Linked DNA regions of Callithrix jacchus: region 1 is linked to region 2. Evidence: chromatin contacts called from public Hi-C data. All regions are on one chromosome and are shown on one strand. Each heading gives the region's core, a stretch centred on a gene start, on an enhancer-like site or on the middle of the called end of the contact. The rest is flanking DNA. Distances are from core to core; before and after follow the strand shown.

Evidence for each region. Hi-C and Micro-C count contacts between places; a contact is called where the count stands out from the background.
Region 1: a Hi-C map of skeletal muscle shows a contact between it and region 2, with 17 times the contacts expected there. The contact joins the promoter of MYOF here to the enhancer-like site in region 2. A contact is called at or near these places in 3 of 3 Hi-C or Micro-C datasets (induced pluripotent stem cells and skeletal muscle).

What each region holds. Positions count from the first base shown.
Region 1 is chr12:86,223,716-86,230,974 of calJac240_pri, reverse strand. It overlaps MYOF (myoferlin), which reads left to right and starts at 5,250. Exons shown (of 55, transcript XM_078346062.1): 1 at 5,250-5,437.
Region 2 is chr12:86,108,410-86,115,242 of calJac240_pri, reverse strand. It overlaps MYOF (myoferlin), which reads left to right. Exons shown (of 55, transcript XM_078346062.1): 23 at 1,267-1,373; 24 at 3,964-4,156; 25 at 5,723-5,878. Among named protein-coding and RNA genes, the nearest start is that of MYOF, 110 kb to the left of the region's middle. Within about 2 kb of position 1,727, at least 3 of the 16 cell types and tissues checked have an H3K27ac peak or open chromatin away from gene starts, as enhancers often do.

The DNA.
Region 1 (7,259 bases), core at 4,001-6,500, 110 kb before region 2:
GGGAAATTGCAAGTCAGCCTTATTCATAGACATAGATGCAGAAGTCATAAATAGTGTAGAAACAAATTAGCAATCTAAATTTAGCAATATGAAGGTATAAGATATGACAACCAAGTTGAGTTTATCTCAGGAATGCAAAGTTAGTTTAATATTAGAAAATAAATGTAATTGGTTGGGCGAGGTGGCTCACGCCTGTAATCCCAGCACTTTGGAAGGCTGAGGCAGGTGGATCACTTGAGGTCAGGAGTTCCAGACCAGCCTGGCCAACATGGTGAAACCCCATCTCCAGTAAAAATACAAAATTAGCTGGGCATGGTGATGCATGCCTGTAATCCCAGCTACTTGGGAGGCTGAAGTAGGAGAATCGCTTGAACCCAGGAAAGGGAGGTTGCAATGAGCTGAGATCATACTGTTGCACTCCGGCCTGGGCAACAGAACGAGACTGTGTCTCAAAATAAATAAAATAAATGTAATTCATCACATTAAACATAAAATTTATATGCTCATTTCAATAAAGTGAAACCATCTGATAAAATACAATTTATGTCTTATAAAAAGCCTTAAAACTGGGCATTTAAAAGTAGCTGGGGGCCGGGCGTGGTGGCTCACGCCTATAATCCCAGCACTTTGGGAGGCCGAGGAGGGTGGATCACGAGGTCAAGAGATCAAGACCATCCTGGTCAACATGGTGAAACCCCATCTCTACTAAAAATACAAAAATTAGCTGGGCATGGTGGCGTGTGCCTGTAATCCCAGCTACTCGGGAGGCTGAGGCAGGAGAATTGCCTGAACCCAGGAGGCCGAGGTTGCGGTGAGCCGAGATCCCTCCATTGCACTCCAGCCTGGGTAACAAGAGCGAAACTCCGTCTCAAACAAACAAACAAACAAACAAAAAAGTAGCTGGGTACTTGCCTGTAGTCTCTGCTACTTGGGAGGCAGAGACAAAAGGAATGCTTGAGGCTAGGGGTTCAAGGCTGTAGCTCACTATGATTGTGCCTGTGAGTAATCACTGCATTCCAGCCAGAAGGACATAGCAAGACTCCATCTCAAAAAAAAAAAAAACCTCAAAGTTTTAGCAACCTAGGAATAAAGAGAATGCCTTTAATCTTAAAAGGGCTAATTATGAGAAACCTACAGCAGACATCATACTTTATGGTGAAGTATCAAAATCTTTCCCTTTGAAATACAGAAAAAGATAAGGATGACTGTTATTACCACCCCCAGTCAATATTATAATGAAAGGTCTAATCAACATCGAAATAAAAGGGAAAATAAAGTAAGCACAAAGATTGAAAAGGAAGAAACACCCCAGGCGTTATTTGCAGATTCTGTAATTGCAATGGTAGAAAATCCATGAGAATTTACTGCTGATTACACTCTCCAGCGGTGCCTGAGACTTCCTGCTGGTCTGCATTCTTGTCAAGCTTGGCAATTCGCTTTTTACATACTTGTCCATCTGGTGAGTGTATAATCATAACTCATTGGAGTTTTAATTTGCGCTTTTCTAATGACCAATGAGGTTGAGTACCTTTTCATATTTACATTTCCTAATTTATGAAGTGCCTACTCAAATCTTTTACCTATTTTTCCATTGAGTTCTACGTATTTGTCCTACTAATTTGCTGGAGCTGTTTATGTACTCTGAATACTAGTCCTTTGTAGGTTGTGATTTTAATATAACTGAATTTATCAATATTTCCTTTATGATTTGCACTGTTTTTTCAGATTAAGAAATCCTTTCCTATCCTGGGGTCATGTAGATATTCCTCTATGGCTTTTGTTGTTTGGTTTTTTTCTTTACTTATTTGTTTTAGAGAGGAGGTCTTGCCATGCTGTCTAGGCTGGATTTGTATCTCTGGCCTTAAGAAGTCAGCTTCCCAAGTAGCTGGGACTATAGGTGTGAGCTGCCACCACCTGGCTAGAAACATTTTTTTTTTTTAGAGACAGAGTCTAACTCTGTTCCCCAGGCTGGAGTGCAGTGGCACCATCACGGCTCACTGCCACCAGGACTTCCCAAGCTCAAGTGGTTGTCCCACCTCAGCCTTCCAAGTAGCTGGAATCACAGACACATGCCACCATACGCTATTAATTTTAACAATTTTTTGTAGAGACAGGGTCTCACTATGTTGCCCAGGCTGGTCTCAGACTTGCCTCAGCCTCCCCAAAGTGTTGAGATTCCAGGCATGAACCACTGTGTCTGGGCTGAAACATGTTTTATCTTGCTTATTTAGATTTACACTCCACCTGTAATTGATTAGGTATTATGTAAGGTTGGAGGTCACTTGTCTTTTCCTCCCACATGAATAGGTAAATGGCAAATTAAAACTCCAGTGAGATGCTATTCTATGCTCACCAGATGGGCAAATATAAACAATCTAACATTGATAAGTATGACAAGAATTCTCAGCAGGAAGTCTCACACACTGCTGACAAGAGTACCGCTGTGGAAGCTAATGTGGAATTACCTTGTAAAGGAGAAGAAATGCATACACTCTCTGATCCAGCAAGCAGTTCCACCCATAGATTAGATTCTAAATAAACTCATGCACATTGAACAGTCATGGACTGTTCAGAACAGTGCCGTTTGCAATAGCGCCAACCCCTGAACTATCCAAATGTCTGGTACTAGCAGAATGAATTAATAAAATGCGGAACATTCATACGATAAATGCCATATAGCAACAAGAGTGAAGAAAGTAGAGCTACACGAATGAATTTCACAATGTAATGCTGAAAAAAAAAGAAACCAAACACGAAAGAATCCATTCTATATGATTCCGTTTCTATAAAGGTCAGAATACAGCAGAGAATTCATACAGTATGAACATATGTATGTGTGTGTCCATACATATGAGTATATGTGTATGTATGTCAAGTTCATAACATAAAAGAATTTATATCACCAAACAAAGGTCATGACCAAGCAAACCTAAACTGTTTTTCTTTTGTTTGTTTGGTAAAAATGACAAAGAAAAGCAAGGAGAGCATTACCATAAAAATCAGGAGAGAGGGTCAGGTGTAATGGCTCACACTTGAAATCACAGCACTTTGAGAGGCCGAGGCCAATGGATGACCCAAAGTCAGGAGTTCGAGACCAGCCTGGCCTACATGCTGAAACCCTGTTTCTACTAAAATACAAAATTAGCCAGGTGTGGTGATGCAGGGCTCTAATCCTAGCTACTCTGGAGGCTGAGGCAGGAGAATTGCTTGAACCTGGGAGGCAAAGGTTGCAGTGTGTCAAAATTGCGCCAGTGTACTCCAGCCTGGGCAACGAGAGTGAAACTGCATAGAAAGAAAGAAAGAAGGGAAGGAAGAGAGAGAGAGAGAGAGAGAGAGAGAGAGAGAGAGAGAGAGAGAGAGAGAGAGAGAGAGAGAGAAAGAAAGAAAGAAAGAAAGGAAAGAAAGAAAAAGAAAGAAGAAAGAAAGGAAGAAAGGAAAGAAAGAAAGGAAAGAAAGAATCAGGAGAGTGGTTATCTCTGGGAGAAGGAGGTAGATATGATACACAGGGTATTCCAGGGGCTTCTGGGGGGCTAGGAACATTCTGTCTTGACCTGGATACTTGTCAAACTGTCACATTTATATTGTATACATTTTTCTGTAAATATGTTTCACAGTAAAAATGACAAATAGAAAGCAGTCAGATAAAATAAAAGTAATATTGTCTATATTCTACTGAAACTCCTACATGTCCACTAAATACAATTATGAACACAGCATTGGGTAATTTGTTCTTTACTTTAAGCCTTTGAGAAACTCATGGAGACAGAAGAATTCTTGTAGATTAAGTCAAGCTTCAAATACATTCAAAGTGGGTCTTGATTGTGTGTTCTAAAACAAAAAGACATCCAGTGTTTCTTCATCCCAAGTTTTAGCCTTTTCTTCTGAAATATGAGATCCTGATTTAAAGTCAACCTGCATTAACAGTTAACGCTATGAGCATAATAAGCATGAAGTTTTTGTTTAGTTTTGCTTTGCTTTGTTTTGAGATGGAGTCTTGCTCTGTCACCCAGGATGGAGTGCAGTGGCGCAACCTCAGCTCACTGCAACCTCGGCCTCCCGAGTTCAAGTGATTCTCCTGCCTCAGCCTCCCCAGTAGCTGGGATTACAGGCATGTGCTACCACACCCAGTTAATTTTGTATTTTTAGTAGACATGGGGTTTCTCCCTGTTGATCAGGCTGGTCTCGAGCTCTCCACCTCAGGTGATCTGCCTGCCTCAGCCCCCCAAAGTGCTGGGATAACAGGCGTGAGCCACAGTGCCCGGCCTATGAACTTCTTACATGTCTAAACTGTGTGCTTTGTGCCAGCCCCTATGCTATGACCTTTAAATTAAAAGCAGCCTTTATCCCCAGTTCACAGATGAGGCAACTGAGGAAGTGAGGGGTTCAGAAAGTTGCTAAGGTGACACAGCTCAGAGTGGTGAGGCAGAGTCTCACACTCAGGTCTGGCTGTCTAGTCCCAGGCTGCCTCTTGTGATCTCAACCACCGGGCTGTACCACCCGGATGCACCCTCTGGGACGGGAAGACACTATGGGCAGTCCAGAAACAGTGGGCAGTCACTTCTCCATTTTCATTGAAGGCAATGGGCAGCATTTGATGAGCCAGGAAAACTTAGGCGCCCAGCTCTCTCACCTCTGAAGGGATTTTGAAGAAATTCTATGATAAGTCCTTTTTGTATATAAAGCACAGGACCAACTCACAATATACAGATTCTGAAAAGCCGTATTCCCATGCCCTGATCGCGTTTACTTAAAATGAACTCAATCATTCCTTTGCCGCCCAGTAGGCGGCACCCTTTAACTGCTTTTTAGCAGCTGAACATAGGGTTACTGAGTGGGTGTGTTCAGCAGTGTGAGAAAGAACGGCGAAAGTCAAAAGAAAAAAAAAATGAAGTTTTAAAACTCCATGAAACTCAGAAAAGAATGAAAGCAGTGAAGGAAAAAATCAATTAATTCAGTTTCACGAACCATTGCTAAAAGGCAGCAACATTTTAGTGGTTTCCTGACCTACCCGTATTTCTTAATTCCAAATTCATTTTAGTTTCGTTTGTTGCACAGAATTATTTTTAGTTTAGAGTTTGTCCTTTTCACTTCCACATTTCCCAACTTCGTAAGTCGGTGCCTGCGGCACTGCGCAGACGGGGAGATCCGTATCAGTTTACACGTAGCTTTCAGTCAGTAATCCGCCAGAGGTCCACCCCTTTTGCCTTTTCCCCTTCCTTGCCTCGGTCCCTGGGAGAAATCCTCCCCTCACTGGGAGAGAACTTCTCTCCCGGGGCGGTGCGGCCCAGAGCTCCAGCGCCTGAGTCTCCACTTCGTTTGCCGAAACTTGCTTCCTGCCAGCTGAGAGCCATGCTGCGGGTGATTGTGGAATCTGCCAATAATATCCCTAAAACGAAATTTGGAAAGCCGGATCCTATTGTTTCTGTTATTTTTAAGGGTAAGAAAAAGTTTTCTTCTTTTTCTGAAGCCCTGTTTTGGAATGTTAGTTTCTTGGGTCACCTTCTTGAAAAGGCTGCATTTAGACGGCTGTTGAAGCCACGTCTCTCCAGCGGCGTTTGTTACCTGCGCAGGTCATGCGAGAGGACCTGTTTCTGGGGAAGGCATTTATTTCTCCAGGGCTTGAGACTCGTGGAATGACCTGATGTTTTAGCTCCAAGATGTGATTTCTGCAAGCTCTTGGCGGAAAACGTATTTGCTAATCCCTAAATTTCAGGTATTACCTAAAAGGTCTGTATTGGTTCAAAGTTTCGGTAGTCTTACATGTATTTTAATTTTCTCTGCTTGTGGGAAATGGGTAACGGAGGAAGAAGAGTGATTAAATTGTTCCAGGCATCATTCCTCCTTGAATCAGCCTGACTCTGCTTTGATTGTCACTGGGCACCACTTTGATTGTCTCTTTGTCACTTCACCCCACCCAGAAGGAGGTGAGGTGAAATTAATAGATTTACTGAGTTTTCCTGCCCTTTTGTGCCTTTGTAAGTGTTCTCATGTCTAGGCAGTTGGGGTGTTTTTTTGTATGTTCTGTAGCTTTTAAATTGCTCATTGAGGAAAGAACTCTGAACAGCTAGTTTGCAGTTTGGGAATCTAGTTCTGTCTTGTTGAGTGACCTTGGGCAAGTGACTTCATTTCTCTGGGATCTCAGTTTTCTGCAAAACTGGCAGGAAGGGTTTAAACAAGATCATCTCTAAAAGCCTCATGGTTGACTGAACATGGTGGCTCACCAACCATAAGCCAACTTTGGGAGGCCAAGGGGGGAGGATTGCTTAAGCCCAGGAGTTTGAGGCTGCAGTGACCTGTGATCACGCCACTGCACTTCAGCCTGGGTGTAAAAATAGATAAAAATAAAAGGCTCATGGGAATTTCAAAAGCCTATTTTTCTGTGACACTTGATTGCCATTGCAGGGGGCGGGGACAAGAACGCTTGGTGTCACAACACAATCCAATGTCAGTGACTTAGTTTTGCTAAGGTGAGGTCTCTAAATCTCAGTGTGGAGGATTTATTTTGTTTGTCATTGGTAAGATTGCCAGCTCACTTCTTGGTAAGAGGGATGGGAGAAAGAGGGAAAGGAGAGAGTGGGCGCATGGATAGACATGTGTTTCCTGACCACGCCTTGCTACATTTCTCATTTCTTCCAGGAGCCAGACTGCTTCTCCCTGTGGGCTCCTGAGTCATCTATACCTTTAACCTTTCTTTTTCTCATTTTCCCCTTCATTTCTCATCTTAAACTTCTCCCTCTGAGGATGAGCAAGAAAATGAAACAAATGAAACTCAAAACTGGCTGGGTGGGTGCAGTGGCTCATGCCTGTAATCGCAGCACTTTGGGAGGCTGAGGTGGGTGGATCGCCTGAGGCCAGGAGTTCGAGACCAGCCTGGCCAACATGGCAAAACCCCATCTCTACTAAAAATACAAAAATTAGCTGGGCGTGGTGCCACATGCTTGTAATCCCAGCTACTTGGGAGGCTGAGGCAGGAGGATTGCTTGAACCTAGGAGGAAGAGGTTGCAGTGAGCTGAGATTGCACCACTGCACTCCAACCTGGGCAGCAGAGTGAGATTCCATCGCAAAAAAAAAAAAAAAAAGCTGACAAATTGTTGGTTGATTTAAAAAAAAAATCTGAAGAGCAAAAATTGGTTAAAAAAAATTTTTTTTTAAATTATTTTAGAATAAGACTGGGTCTTGCTATGTTTCCCAGGCTGGTTATAACTCCCCTGCTCAAATGATCTTCTCACTTCAGCTTTCCAAAGTGTTGGGATTACAG
Region 2 (6,833 bases), core at 478-2,977:
TGATAATGCAATGTACATCTCAAAGGCATTGGTGGAGAATTAATTGCACCTGTATTATAATTATGTTTGAGATGTTCTTCAACAATTTTCATCTTGGTTCTTCTTTTTTTCTGGAGTCTTGCTCTGTCCCCCAGGCTGGAGTGCAAGGGTGTGATCTCAGCTCACTGCAACCTCCGCCTCCCAGGTTCAAGCGATTCTCCTGCTTCAGCTCCCGAGTAGCTGGGATTACAGGTGCCCACCACCACACCTGGCTACTTTTTGTATTTTTAGTAGAGATGGGGTTTCACCACATTGGCCAGGCTGGTTTTGAACTCCTGACCCCAGGTAATCCACCCACTTCAGCCTCCCAAAGTGCTGGGATTACAGGTGTGTGCCAACACACCTGGCCCATCCTTGTTCTTCTTATTAGCTCTCTCCACTGACTAAGCTGCCTAATCTGGACAGGATGGTGGCTTTCCTTGGTTAGGACTTTTGACACTCATGGTAGGCTCTCCCTCAACTTCTCTGTTGGCAGATGCTCAGTGGGATAGAACCATGTGTTCTGGGCTTATCTTGTTCTCTCTCTGCCCCAGCCTATTGCCATTTCTTCAAGCAGCCCTGTTTCCTTTTAGTGGGGAATAGCATTTTAGAAACAAGATCTGAGTACTAGAGTGCTCACCACTACTGAAATATCATTGCTTCTAGGCCTTCTCGGCAAATGAATTTGCACACACACACACACATATATGTGTATTTCCATATCTATCAATATATTAAAAGCCATGACTTCATAAAGATACTTCCAGTTCCAGCCCAATACTACAAGGTTATTCTAGTCCTTCCTGTTTCTGTAACTTTCTTCTCCAACAGTGAGAAATCTGGCCTTCGTTATCCTCAATATATTTGCTCCTTTGTTCAATCCTAAAATCTGTAGATAAATCACTATGAAAAATAAACCTACTAATTAGAGTTCAACATGTTTATGGGTTTCTTGTTTTTTGGTTTTGTTTTATGCCTTTTAACAAATGGTATATGGTCAAAATATTGTGTTCCAAAGTTACTTGGGTTAGTTTAGTGTAATTATGTTATTTGTCTGAAATATAATTGGGTTTTATTTCTGGTTATATTCCACTTTAGGGTTCCCTCTCCTATCTTTGCTGGTTTCATTTTGTTTGTTTTATGAATATATAAAAATATTTACATGGTTTCAAAGGTTAAACTGTATGAAAAGGTATAATGGCATAATGAACAATTATCGATTATTTTCTCTCCTTTCAAATTCTTCAGCAATCAAATATATCAGCTCTAAAATCAGGGATACAAAGTAAAATTCCTGCAAACCAGCTGGCTGAATTGTGGTTGAAGCTGATAGATGAAGTTATAGAAGACACAAGGTACAGTCACCTTATCTCAAAATTTTCATCCATGCTCTCCTCCCTGAAATTCTGACTGTAACGCCTGTAAAATCGTTTCTAGTGTTTGTCTAAAAAGTGATTTTGAGTTATCCAGCCTTCGTAAAAGCCCTCACTGGGAGGAGTGCCTGAATCACCACCAGGAATAGTTCCACTTTCTGATTTGGTGCCAGTTCTAAAGTAGCCTAGGGAGGCTGAGGCCCCACTCCAGAAAACACGTCCCAGACAGCTTCAGGCAAGAGACGGGGAGGGGTGGAAGAGGCAAGCCCGAGCCTCTGCTTCCCATCAACCCACAGATGACCCCTCCCCTGGAGAAGAGTGACTTCTGGCTCCCATGGAGAATGGGATCTGGGGTGGAGCGTCGATTTCACCATTCGGAACAATATCTCTAATTCATAACATATTTTTAGAAACAGCCTTTTTACTTGCTCTTTTACTGAGTGTCTAATGAACAATGTGGCCAAGCCTCCGTTAGGCGAAATCAGTAGATTTGACTGGAACCAGAGGACGTTTCATAACTGTGACTTGGAGAAACAGCTCAGATCTTGTAGCAGATGGAAATCAAAGGGAAAAGTGATTCATTCCAAACTCATTTTAAATATTGGCTAATAAAGCAGTGGACAGGGAAGTTCCGAAAGAAAAGCATATTGAATGCTTTCCACAAGCAGAAAGGCCTTTATTCCCCAGGCTGAGCTAACGCCCTAAGTCGCCCTGTCTTCTTGTGCCGCCTAGTGGTTTAGCCAGGTAATTGAAACGTAGCCAAAATCAAAGCAATGCTGAGGCGCTTGTTTAAATTCCAAATGTTAGCGCTGGGTCCTCAGGGATCATGTCCTTCAGTCTCCTTATCTTGTAAATGAGAAACAGAGGATCAAAGAGGTGAAATGACACATGTGATCCCCAGAGCTGGGTTTGCCAACTCAGCCCATCTTCCTGCACCGTATTCCACAGTCAGCATCTGTTTGTCCAGGACCCCAAGTGTGACTTTTGAACTAACAGCTTCCAGATAGCTTTTTGCCTCAAAGAATCACTCTGGGGACTTAACCCTTCAAATCCAATGCCATAGTTATTTACTAAACCAGGCTGGGCGTGGTGGCTCACGCCTGCAATCCCAGCACTTCGGGAGGCCAAGGTGGGTGGATCACCGGAGGTCAGACATTCAAGACCAGCTGATCAACATGGAGAAACCCCATCTGTACTAAAAATACAAAAATTAACCAGGCGTGGTGCGCAAGCCTATAATCCTAGCTACTCAGGAGGCTGAGGCAAGGAGAATCGCTTAAACCCGGGAGGCAGAGGTTGCAGTGAGGTGAGATCGCGCCATTGTAGTTCTGTCTGTGCAACAAGAGCAAAACACCGTCTCAAAAAAAGAAAAAAGATTTGCAGAGCAAGTCACAGTCATCTATTTATATTTCTGATGTCAGCTGGTTTTGAGGAATCAAATTGGAATCGTTTTAAACCTTATATAACAGGAAATTCAGTGTTTAAGGGAAGTTGTGCTAGGATTTTCTTCATTGAAGAATTGGGTGAAATTCAAGTGAGTGGAAATTCTAGGTAGGGACACTGTGAATGGAGCTTCCTGAAACTGGTGAAAACCTCACCCTGTGTCCCACCAGATACCATGGTGGGAGGGAAGGCCTGGCAGCAGAAAGCTAATTCTGGCCCTAGCTCAGCCGCTCTCAGTAATCCTTGGGGGTCTCATCACAACACATCCAGGCTGTCATACTGAATGGGGATTCGGCCTACACAGGTGGTTCATAGCCTTTCTGGAGTTCACGGGCCCCTTTGAGAATCTGATGAGATGATGATGATGATAGAGATGATGAGATGATGATGAGGATGGCAACATTATTTAGACGTTGCAATGCAACTATTCCAAATGTTCTCCATATATCAACTCCTTTCCTTCTCACAACAGCCCTAAAACGTATGTCCCACATTTGAAAATAGGAGGACAAGAAAGTAAGTGGCTGGTCACAACAATAGAACTAGTAAAGAATGGAGCCACAGTTAGTGCCCAGGTCACTGGCTTCAAAGCCTATCTTCTTCTTCATTATATCACACTACACATGGACACAGACAGACACAGCTTTCTTTATAAGTTCCAGAGTTTCACAGACCTTCTAAGACTCACCCGTAGACTGCTTAGAGGCCCAGGATTCCCTAAGTCAAGAATGCTTCAGCTAAATGGTCTCTAATCTCCCTCCTCTTCCATCATTTTGTGGGTCTGTAAAATTATTTAGGAAGCAAAAGGTGGGAAAGCCAGTTCCTCTCAGCGGCCACTGTTTCCATGTTCTTTCCAGTGACTCCTTGGGCCATTGTTAAACCATAAGGCCTTAAATAGCTTTGGGATTTAAATCTCCCTGAATGCCTTGTGAAAATTAAGAGACTGGCAGGTCTGCTCTGGCAATGCCAGATACATTCAACTCCAGCATCAACCAGGCAACGCTTGTAGATTGAGTTAAGAGGTTTGTAAGATGGAAATCAAACATAAATGTATTGGACAGTTCTGAAGCCTAAAATTAGGTTAGTCTTCAAATTCTGTTTCTTTTTCTTTATTTCTTCCTTTTTCTAGATATACACTGCCTCTCACAGAAGGAAAAGCCAATGTCACAGTTCTCGATACTCAGATCCGAAAGCTGCGGTCCAGATCTCTCTCCCAAATACATGAGGCAGCTGTGAGGATGAGGTCGGAAGCCACAGATGTGAAGTCCACACTGGCAGAAATTGAGGACTGGCTTGATAAATTAATGCAGCTGACCGAAGAGGTAGGACTTTTAAACTATGCAACCATCACCTAATATGGAAGAAGGGCTCTGCAAAATGGCACCAAGAATAGGGGTGGTAGAAGGAGAATCGACTACGTTATCTGGGATATTGAGCAGATCTGACAGATTGTAAAAATCAAGGAGTAACTGGGCTGAGAATGCTAATGGATGAATGTTATTGAAATCAGGGCCAGGGAAGAATTTTGAGTTGGTGATCTTGGAAATGTCTTCAAAAGTGGACAAATCATTATCATTTTCATGGTACTTCGGAGAATATTTTGAATGATCTTTGTAGTACAGAGGATTAAAATGTCAGCTTTGGCTGGGGTTCGGAAGACCTGAATTTGAATCCTAGTTCTACCATGTATAACACTGGGCAGGTTATTCAACCTCTCTGAGCTTCAGTTTCCCCATCTGTAAAATTGAGAAACATTGCGCTTACTACTTAGCCTCGTTGTGTGAAGATTTAAAGATGATGGGTGTAAGGGCTCAGCACAGTTGAGGGCACACAGTAAGCACTGGATAAATGCTGGCTACCACTAACCTCGCTGAACTGGAAGAATGAGGAAGTAAGGAGACTCCTCCTGTCTCTCAGAAATCAGAGGGTTGGGTAGGTAGTCACGTATTTGTGGGTAGAAATACTCCTGAAAAAGCACCCAGGATTATAGGTAATTTAATTTTCTACTTTGTATGCTTTGGTACTCTCACTGTTCTATAGTGGACTTAGAAGAAGGAGCTTTTTACACCAGTGTGTGCCAATAGGGACATTTGGATATCCAGCCCTGAAAGCTGGATTATCTCCTTTATAATCAGAAAAAAAAAAGTTTTTGAAAATGAAATTAATATTTCAGATTTGGCAAATGTTGGATGGTGAGCCAGAGACTCTGTGTCCTGTAAAATACATGAAATCTGTAACCCTTTGACTGCTGCTGGTGGCTTTCTTCAAATGATGCTTGAGATAAGATGGAATATTTCCTAAGATGCCTCCCAGAGCAGAAAAGGAGGGGCTTTTCCAGGCAAGGCTGCCCCTCTGCTTCTCACCCTTCCCTTTGGCCGGCCTTAGCCTGCCTCCCGGCCCTGCAAACTCACAGTACAGTTCTAGAAGATGGGAGCTCAGGAATTTGAGACAGAGCCCTAACCAAGGATTCTTTGCAAAATGAATCTCTGAGGGTCCAGTATGCAACGTCTTCAGTCCCTCTCTCCCCATCTTTTTTTTTTTTTCTTTTTTTGAGTTGGAATCTCACTCTGTCACCTAGGCTGGAGTGCAATGGCATGATCTCGGCTTACTGCAGCTTCTGCCTCCCGGGTTCAAGCGATTCTTCTGCCTCAGCCTCCTGAATGGCTGGGACTACAGGTGCATGCCACCACAGCTGGCTAATTTTATTTTTAGTAGAAATGGCATTTCTCCATGTTGGTCAGGCTGACCTCGAACCCCTGACCTCATGATCCACCCGCCTCAGCCTCCCGAAGTGCTGGGATTACAAGTGTGAGCCACTGTGCCTGACTCCCTCTCCATCTAAACTAACTATGGATGTGCTTCCTCTTCCATCCGATGCTGGTGACCAGCCACAGAACAGCATGCCTGACATCATCATCTGGATGATCCGGGGAGAGAAGAGACTGGCCTATGCACGAATTCCCGCGCATCAGGTCTTATACTCCACCAGTGGTGAGAATGCATCTGGAAAATACTGTGGAAAAACCCAAACCATCTTTCTCAAGGTACATGTCTTCACGTGTCATGTGAAACACACTAAATGTAAAAGCTGTATTCCTGAGAACGGGCTGCTTTGCTAATCGTTGAATGGTGAGGGTAATTGGGATCAATTCCAGCCTATTCTGATCCCTCCCTCTGAGGCGATAATTCTCAGAGAGTGGATCTGAGGTTGGCTGGCTTTCCATCAAGGACACCTCCTTAGATGTCTTTGTGACATTAATATAAACATGGCATTGTGAATGCTTTGCTTTCTGGCATGAATATTTCACTTCTAATGTCTCATGCAAGGCAATACCTTTCTTCCCTTCATTCTAGTGAATGTTGGGGAAAGAAAGAGAAAGCAGTAGAGATGGTCCATGGAATCTATTTAATATAAAATGGAATCTATTGCTCTAACCAAATGAGCAATAGATGAATCAATTTCAATTTGTGATGAATCAATCAAATTGAACATTTTGATAATCGTAACTTTAGGGAAGAGATTCTGAATCTATTCAGAGTCATAGACTCTCTTAAGTGCCTGAGGAAAGCTATGGGCCCTCTCCTCCTGGGAAATGCACACTGCATGTGCATCTAATATTTTGAATAGAATTTAGGAGCTTCATACAACACATCAGCCCATTCCAGGACCCCTTATTAAGATCTCTGTGTGTGCATATGGGGAACCAAAGTTGAGCCTGGGGCCAGAAACAAAGAAATCGGAATAGTTCCCATCTATATGTTTCGACATCTGTCTGGCCAACCCCAACTGGAGTTCTTTGGATTTGGGGCAAAGAAATAACAATTAAGAAGAGAAAAAGCAGAGTCAGGGAGTATTCTTTTCAAACAAGGAGAGATCTGCTAACTTTTAATAAATTTGCTCATTGCTCTTTAATCAGGAGGGTGTAAATAGAATCAGTGATTATCTTCTTTCAAGTGTCTCTTGGTAGAATAAATTTTACTTAAGATAGAACCACAATT